Regions from separate parts of the Sus scrofa genome. Here region 1 is linked to region 2. Evidence: chromatin contacts called from public HiChIP or PLAC-seq data. All regions are on one chromosome and are shown on one strand. Each heading gives the region's core, a stretch centred on a gene start, on an enhancer-like site or on the middle of the called end of the contact. The rest is flanking DNA. Distances are from core to core; before and after follow the strand shown.

Region 1 (4,339 bases), core at 823-3,322, 81 kb after region 2:
TTAAAATATTTTAGTATAGGAAGAGATGAAGCAGAAGGACAAGCTACTGAAAAGGACAATCAGCCAGAGATAAACTGACAAGTAAAATAGATTGAAGCTGTAAGTACTGAAGAGAGGAAAGAATTCTGATTACTTTTGGTAGAAATAACTTATGAGACAGGCACCAAAAGGAATCACCATAACTACAACTGTTATAATTAAAATCCATGTGAAATGACTAGCCTTCATTCACATAAGAGCAGAGAACACATGGAGCTTTTCTAAGTCAGTCACTATAGATAACTGCTGTGTAAAACTTAAAAAGTTTTATATCTCACTCAATATCTCATATAACTGAGAGATAAAATTTAAAGTCATTTAACAGCTCAAATTAAGATCACTTCAAGTAGATACAGAATGCACGTGTATCATCTGTTTCAAAAGACATGAGCCACTCTACAGGGAATGAATTTTAAAATTCTATCTTCGCTTACAAAATTTTGAGACTCAGATATGTGCAGACTAGAAATATGAATGAGTAAGTCTTACCTCCACTTTGTGGTTGCTACTCTGTCAGAGAAAATACAGTCTCATCATTCTATCACTTAAGGTATGTGTAAAAGATACTCTTCTGGCAGCCAGTAAAAAGACTTACTGTACCTGGATCTGTGTCACAGTTCCCTCAGTAATCTCATCATCTGCCACCTCTGTGGTTGCAGTCATGGTCACCTCAAAGCTCTGATCATTCTCTGAAACTTGGAGAAAAAGAGCAGTTCAATTCCAGAATAATAATGGCATGTCCTAATTATTTTAGAAAAATACCCAAGGAATATGTATGTGATTATCTAATTTCTTAACACGCTCCTTGCCAATATATCCATAAATATGTGTGTGTATATATACACATACACATCCATATATTTGCTTGACAAATAACTATTGTGTACCTAATATATACTAGGTATTGCTCAGGATGATGGGAAGACAACATGAGGCAAATAACCAAAATTCTGCCACTTACAGTCTAGAGGAGAAGACACAAAATGAAATCATGGCACTTACAGTCTAGAGGAGAAGACACAAAATGAAGACAGTATTATGTTGGAAAAGTATTAAGGAGAAAATAATAGAGCATGAAAGGACATGTGTTGGGAGTGGAGAAGTGTTGGAAATTTTAGATGGGAGGCCAGGAAATGTAACCAGGATTTGGAACAAATCGAGGAGGGGAGCTAATCATGTTTCTATCTTGAGGAAAAGCATTTCAAGTAGATGGAAAGCCAAGTGCAAAGGCTCTGAGATAAGAGCATATGTAGACTGTTCATAGAACAGCAAGGAGGACAGTGTGGCCAGAGCAGCCCAAACAAAACAATGCATGGGGACTCGAAGGATACTGTAGACTTTGGCTTTCAGATGAGGTGGCCACTGGAAAATTCAGAGTAGAGGAGTGATACCAAGTGATTTTTAGTTTAACAATCATTCTGGCTGCTATGGGGAAAAGAGCCTGAAGGGCAGCATGGGCTGGAGAGAAATCAGTGAAGAAGCAAATTAAATAATCTAGATAAAAGAGGTCAGTGGCTGGCACTAGAGTGAAGGCAACTGAGGATGATGAGAGGTGGTTCAAACTGTGGATATATTTTGATGGTAGAGCCAACGGGGTTTGTGGATATACCAAATATGAAAGAAAATGAAAAGTCAAGAATGGTATTAAAGTTTTTGTTTGTTTTTTAATCTGAGCTACTGAAAGAATGCAACTGCCATTAATGAGATGGGGAAGACTAGAAGAAGCAAGTTTAAAAATTGAGGAAGTTTCAAGAGCTCAGTTTCAAACATATTAGTTCAGATACTCACTGAACGTCTACTCTTAAGAGAAGTCTGGACTTGAATAAATCTGGGAGTCATCACCAGAGGCAGAATTTAAAACCATGAATTCCAGAGAGTGAGTAAAAAAAAAAAACAAAAACAGAAGCAATGTAAGAACTGAGTCCTGGGGCACTCCACATTTAGAGTTCGGGGAGACATGGACAAGTCAGCTTAAGTGACTAAGAAGGAACAGAGAAGTAAAAAAATTAGAGAAATGTGTTCCTCAGAAGCCAAGTTACAAAGTGTTTCAGGGAGAAGGGGGTGATAAAAATTGTGTAAAATTGTGGGCAGATCAAGTAAGACAAAGACAAAAAATCACCATTGGATTTAGCAAGAAAAAGGAGCCCTGGGCAGAACAGTTTTGGTGTAGTGAGAGGTGAAAGACCGGAGTGGGTTTAAGGAACAAGGGAAGAAATGGAGGCAAGTACAGGCAATTCTTTACTTGGATCTAAAGGGAAGGAAAGAAAATGGATGGGAGCCTAAAGTGGGACTTTTTATTTTAAAAAAGAAATTACAGTATGTATGTAACGCTGATAGGAATGATCCATAGCGAATGAAAAACTGACGATTCAGAACAGAAAGGAAAGAATTCCTACAACATCCTTGAGTGGGCAAAAGGGAGGGGGGGTCTAGCACACTGAAGGGCTGGCCTCAGCTGGGAAAAAGAATATATGGACATATACACATGAGAGTATGTACTTGTAGTAGTGGAAACTAACAGAATTTATTTTCTGGTCAATTAAGTTTTTTCAGTAAAGTAGGAAGCACAGATATCAGTTGAAAGTGAAAAAGGTGGAGCAAGTACAGGAGGTTTCAGGACGTATGAAATAGTCATCTCAGAGGGGGAGAAAGAACACCATATTAGTATTGTATGATTGGTAGGCAACATAGAGGGCCCGCTTCAAGTTAAAGATCATAAATTTAAAGTGATACCAGTCAGCATCCTTGTGTGCTTTTCCCCCAATCCCTTTTAGTTACGAGTACAGACATAAATAGGCTGAGAGACTGAACTAGGGTTGTGGTTTTATCAAAGAACAATGAGGTGAGGGGAGGAAAAAAAAAAAGGTTTGAGGGTAAATTCAAAACAGTGATAATGATTCACCATGAAAATGGAAACCCAGTAAAGAGGAAAAAAGAATACAAGTAAAGAAAGAATAATCTAAAAGTGGTGAGGTCAGTGGGTCCCAGTGGGGCAAAGGACTGCAAAAGCATTAGAGGAAGTAAGCTAGAAAGATAGGAATTAGTGGCAGGAAAACAAAGTCTGAAGTAGACTACAAATGCACTGCAGTTAATTTGTAATGGTGAGAGTGGTGATGGGAGTGACAAACGAGGGAGTGTGAAGAACAAAAGGAATCAGAGGCTCAGTAACTGCAACAATCATCTAAATGAATAATCACCAAGAGTTATAACCATGAACAAGTAATGGAGTAAATGTGGTTGTAGATGACAGAGAAATGGTAAGTGGTCTACATTGATTAACATGAGAGTTAAGAGAACTTTTAAGGCTCAAATAGATAATTTTATCAGTTTTATAAAGCACATTAAAAAAACCCTGAATATTTAAATTTTAAAACTAATATTCACCTCCATGAAGTCTAGCATAAAGGACTTGCCTATTTAATCATTCACAAATGGTGATGGATATAGGACTTCATGCTTTTATGTGACTTTTTTAATGCAGAAACTTTTCCAGGTTGATTTTATCAGCATACTTCTTACAACTCCAGGGACCTTCTAGCTGCTTTTCATAAATTCAGTCTTACTGTAAATGAGGTTCCAGAATATCCTTCTTGCATGGTGATGCTATGACTCAACATCAAGTAGCTCATGTGCTTTTATGTCACATATTGACACTGTCTTACCCAGTGAAGTGAATGAGGGTTTGAAGGATTCAGTCTAACATTATAAAACAGAACAAAATATCAAGTATAGTTCAAACCTATGATAATGTTCAAGGCATTCTACTTTAACCTGATTTGGTTAATTGATTTATTAACCAGTCATAATTTGTATCACCATAATAAAAAATTCTGGGGAGTTCCTGTCATGGCGCAGTGGTTAACGAATCCAACTAGGAACCATGAGGTTGCGGGTTTGATCCCTGGCCTCGCTCAGTGGGTTAGGGATCTGGCGTTGCCGTGAGCTGTGGTGTAGATCACAGACACAGCTCGTATCTCGAGTTGTTGTGGCTGTGGCACAGGCCACAGCTCTGATTAGACCCCTAGCCTGGGAACCTCCATATGCCATGGGTGCGGCCTTAGAAAAGACATTAAAAGAAAAAAAAAAAAAATTCTGGCTTATTTAAATATTTTTATTTTATTATATCCTGGGGATGTAACATTCAGTATAGTGAACATAGTTAAGAATACCAAACTGCGTATTTGAAAGTGGCTAAGAAAGTAGAACTTAAAAGTTCTTATAACAAGAAAAAAATTTGTAACTGTGTGGTAGAAGATGTTACTAGACAAATTCTGCTGATCATTTCACAATATATACATCT
Region 2 (4,639 bases), core at 1,972-4,471:
TTAACAAACATTCTGCTATATCTATCAGTAATGACACCTTTTATTATCAAGTGTTGAATGCTCTGAGCATAGTTTGAATGGCCACTGATTTTTCTACAACTGCTAAAATCTTTTGCCACACAGAAGTGATGTAGGTTGCATAGTTTATTATTCTGCAATTTAGTTGTGTATTTTGAACGGACTCAGATGGATTATAAAGCTAAAAATGTAGAACTTGGCACTACTACTAAGCTGTGAGGTATAAAGCACCAGGGGTTCCTATTACAGGAAAGATTGCTCTTGCGACATTTGGGAAACAATTTAGTGCTAGACGGAAAATGAACCATTTTGAAGTGTTTAATATTTAGTACCAAGATTTGCAATTCTGAGACGCATGCTGATTTCCTAACCAGCCTTAAAACTTTTTCCTTTGTTATATCCTTTCTAATCTAGTACATCTTTTCTTCCTGTAATTTAGAAATATATGAAATGAGTGGGGAAAAAAATCCTTGGCTCACATAATTAATTGACTTGGCATCGGTGTCACCAAAGAAAATACATAAAGTTAAACTATGTCCGTGTCTGTCAGCTGAGTTTTCTGAAGTTCAAAAGGAGCTTCTGTGTCCTGAAAGGCCTACTTACAGTTACGTGTGCTTATTCTTCAATTTATTAACATCACAATTTTAGTTTTTCTTAAGATATTAAGTTCAACTTGGAGATATTAATTTTCCATTTATAAACAAAATAATTTTGCATATCTTAAGAAAAATCAACTATTCTTTAACTGATGTTCCTCTGACAATTTAAGCTCCCCTGAACAAATAACCTATTTATAAACTTATTTAATTAAATGATCTGAAGCCAGTGGTTCTTGAACTTCTGGAGAGCTTGTGAAAACACAGATTGCTGATCCCACCCCATCATTTCTGACCTAAGAGATCTAGGGTGGAGCCCAGGCATATGCCACTCTAACACATTTCCAGATGATGCTGACGCTTCTGGTCTTGAGGACCTCGCTTTGAGATCCCCTGCCATAATCCTTTAAAGCAACAGGTGCAGAAATAAAGTATCTGGCTTTCTCCAGCACTTCAAACTTCCAGTGACGCTTCCAAACAGGATCTTTCTTAGTATTTAACTCTTGTGAATCAAGTTCTCTTAAACATTCAAATGCTGTTTACAAACTTAATCAAGTTCTTCTATACATGCCAAATCAAAATAGAAAGTCTAATATCATTTTCACATTTCAGATAAAAAAAATCACAGGGCTAACATTCTCTAACAATTCAGGTTTATGAACACCTTAAATAACAAGATATGTAAGGTTTATCTCTGTGAGTACAAAGTTTAAAAGCAGAGTTACCATTGCTAATGGTCTCAGGTTACCAGATTGAAGGTTTTGAGCTATGAAATAATTACCTGTGTGAAAGGAGAGGCTCAGAGAAAAAAAAAATTAAGGAGTTTTATTTGCAAACTTTTGCAAAGGAGTCAGATTTTAAAAGAACTGGTTCACCAAATTTAAAATAAAAACAGTATTTTAAGAAAAAAGTTACTGGAGTTCCCTGGTGGCCTAGTGGTTAAGGCAAGGATCTGGCATTATCCTTGCCTTTAAAAGGGCTTTGCTGAAATCCATCCAGGAGTTTCAGCGCTTTTGGGGCAAGAGCCACCCATCTCCTGGATGGCCCTGCAATAAATCTTTTTCTGCTCCAAACTCTGATGTTGCTTGAGTTTGATCCCTGGCCTGGGAACTTCCTCATGCCATGAGTACAGCCAAAAGAAAGAAAGAAAGAAAGAAAGAAAGAGAGAGAGAGAGAGAGAGAGAGAAAGAAAGAAAGAAAGAAAGAAAGAAAGAAAGAAAGAAAGAAAGGAAGGAAGGAAGGAAGGAAGAGAAAGAGAAAGAGAAAGAAAGGAAGGAAGAAAGGAAGAAAGGAAGAAAGAAAGAAAGAAAGAAAGGAAGGAAGGAAGGAAGGAAGGAAGAAAGAAAGAAAGAAAGAAAAGAAAAGAAAAGAAAAGAAAAGAAAAGAAAAAGAACAAGATTGATGTGTTTGTGTCTGAAAAGCAGCATTTCCCCACTCCACCCCCAATATGAATATTGTATCTTCAAGAGTCATTGCTATCTCTAGACATCAGTTATGCAAATTTCAGGGTCAAATCTGGTTTTGTCAGAGAGTCAGTTTCATTTAACGCTGAGAATACATTTTAAAAATTACACTTTAACTAAGAAAATGAACAAATATAACAAAACAGAAACAGACTCACAGATGCAGAGAACAGATTAGTGGTTGTCCGAGGGGAGAGGGATGGGGGAGGAGCAGAATGAGTGAGGGGAATTAAGAGGTACAAACCAGTAGGTATAAAATAAGTAAGTCACAAGAATGTAATGAACGGCACAGGGAATATAGCCAATATCTTATATTAATTTTGCATAGAGTATAATCCATAAAAATATCAAATTCATACGTTGTACACTCAACACATATAGTACTGTAAGTCAAATACATTTCAACTTTTAAAAATTACATTTTGGGAGTTCTCATCAGGGCTCAGTGGAAACAAACAAATCTACTAGTATCCCACAAGGATGCAGGTTCAATCCATGGCCTTGGGTTAAGGATCCAGGATTGCTGTGAGCTGTGGTGTAGGTCTTAGATGCATCTTGGATCCTATGTTGCTGTGGCTGTGGCGTAAGCCGGTGGCTACAGCTCCGATTCAACCCCTGGCCTGGGAACCTCCATGTGCGTAGGTGCCACCCTAAAAAGACAAAAAAAAAAAAAATTAAAAATTAAACATTACATTTTAAGATGTCATTTTACATTAGATTACATTTTAGGTTTGTTTGAATACAGCTGCAGGACAAGAGGTCAGTTGGTCTTCCTCACTTGTTGATCGGTAATTGGGATACCAGGTTGGGTTTGCCTGAGCTATAACTGTAATACCAAACCCTTTCTTAGAGTTGATATGTCCAACAAGATACACGGGGAACCCTCAACCCCGTGGGACTTAGTTACATGATGCACAACAGCACAGACTCCCTCCACATCTTCTGTTACCAAAAACAAGTTTGTGTGCCCGATACAGAGAGAGGCCAAAGCATAACAAAACATCAGAGTTTGGAGCAGAAAAAGGTTTATTGTAGCGCCATGCCAGGAGATGGTGGCTCTTGCCCCAGAAGCCCTAGAGCTCCCGGAAGCATTTCAGCAACGCCCTTTTAAAGGCAAGGTGGTGGATGGGTGTGGTTAGTTGTGGCAGATGTCTTGATGTAGAAAAGCTTTGTTCTTGGCAGCTGTCCATGTAGGTCAGGTCATGATATGCCTCTAAACCTCCAACAAGAGGTTCTGCAAATTTTTATCTCTATATAACTGGGCTCTTAAAGATCAGAGCCTTGAGAATAGGCTGTCTTGCATATTTCAGGCTATAGGCAATATTCTTTTAGGAAAAGTGCAGAGCCAGCATGACTAAGCACAGGCGGCAGAGCACAAAGATTAAAGTAAAAGAAACAGATCTGATATACAGTCAGATTTGTTCTTCCCTATTACACTTTCAGATTCAATCATATTAAGATTTTATCCTACTCTTCTACTTTTATCTCCTGATTTTATTTGATAGGTTTTATTCTCTCATCTTTTTCAAATTGCTAAATTTCTTTATTAAGGATTCAACTAAGTCTTTTTAGTTTGATTGGTTCTACATCCTTTTCCTCTTATCTGGATTCACATCATTTATTGGCAGTCCTTAATAGGCAGAAGCAGTAATGAAAACTCCATAGCTTTACTGAAAAACTAAACCATAACAAAAATGGTTCACCATAGCAAAATAATAATTAATCTTATTTTATCTCTTGGGAAAAAAACTGCTTCATGTGTACACAATTTAAGAAGTATTCTTAATAAATCTGTGTGAAAACATGAGATTAAAATTTGAAAATGTTTCACATGCCTTAGTTGGTACTCTGATATTCATCTGGCATTTTACTTGGGAGTTTTTTATATTCTAGAAGAGACATTATATTTAAAAGATTATAAGGATTACAACAGCATTTCCAGACAAACTTAAAAAGATTCCTATTTAGGTATTCAGATATGTTGCCCAACAGTGAAGAATTCAATTGTGATGCTGCTTTGATGGTAAAGATGAAAAAGAACTCTTAACTCAGCTATTAACAAGCAAAAAAAGAGTTCCCGTCATGGCGCAGTGGTTAACGAATCCGACTAGGAACTATGAGGTTGCGGGTTCGGTCCCTGCCCTTGCTCAGTGGGTTAACGATCCTGCACTGCCAAGCTGTGGTGTAGGTTGCAGATGCGGCTCGGATCCCGCGTTGCTGTGGCTCTGGCGTAGGCCGGAGGCTACAGCTCCAATTCGACCCCTAGCCTGGGAACCTCCATATGCCACGGGAGTGGCCCAAGAAATAGCAAAAAGACCAAAAAAAAAAAAAAAAAAAAAAAAAAAAAAAAAAAAAAGCTAAAACTATTAAAAAAAAAAAAAAGGAAAACCAAAAAAAATAACATTGACTGAAAAACAATTTTTTTTCTTATCAAAAGGAGCAGAAGCTGGTAGACAAACTTGTGAGGCAAATTGAAGTTGTATTTCTTCTGAGGCAATGACTGAATATATTAAAAAGACATAGAAGACATTTGCCATAACGTTGCATGCTACCAGGCTTAAA

What was found. HiChIP or PLAC-seq counts read pairs in DNA pulled down with a chosen protein or histone mark.
Region 1: an H3K27ac HiChIP or PLAC-seq map of alveolar macrophages shows a contact between it and region 2. The contact joins two enhancer-like sites. A contact is called at or near these places in 1 of 5 promoter capture datasets (liver), 1 of 47 Hi-C or Micro-C datasets (skeletal muscle) and 1 of 2 datasets of contacts at active chromatin or transcription factors (alveolar macrophages).

What each region holds. Positions count from the first base shown.
Region 1 is chr9:93,442,814-93,447,152 of Sscrofa11.1, forward strand. It overlaps DMTF1 (cyclin-D-binding Myb-like transcription factor 1), which reads right to left. Exons shown (of 17, transcript XM_021063471.1): 4 at 640-734. Among named protein-coding and RNA genes, the nearest start is that of DMTF1, 18 kb to the right of the region's middle. Within about 2 kb of position 2,073, at least 1 of the 83 cell types and tissues checked has an H3K27ac peak or open chromatin away from gene starts, as enhancers often do. A contact at or near this core is called in alveolar macrophages, where this site is marked.
Region 2 is chr9:93,360,965-93,365,603 of Sscrofa11.1, forward strand. No RefSeq gene overlaps it. Among named protein-coding and RNA genes, the nearest start is that of TMEM243, 30 kb to the right of the region's middle. Within about 2 kb of position 3,222, at least 7 of the 83 cell types and tissues checked have an H3K27ac peak or open chromatin away from gene starts, as enhancers often do. A contact at or near this core is called in alveolar macrophages, where this site is marked.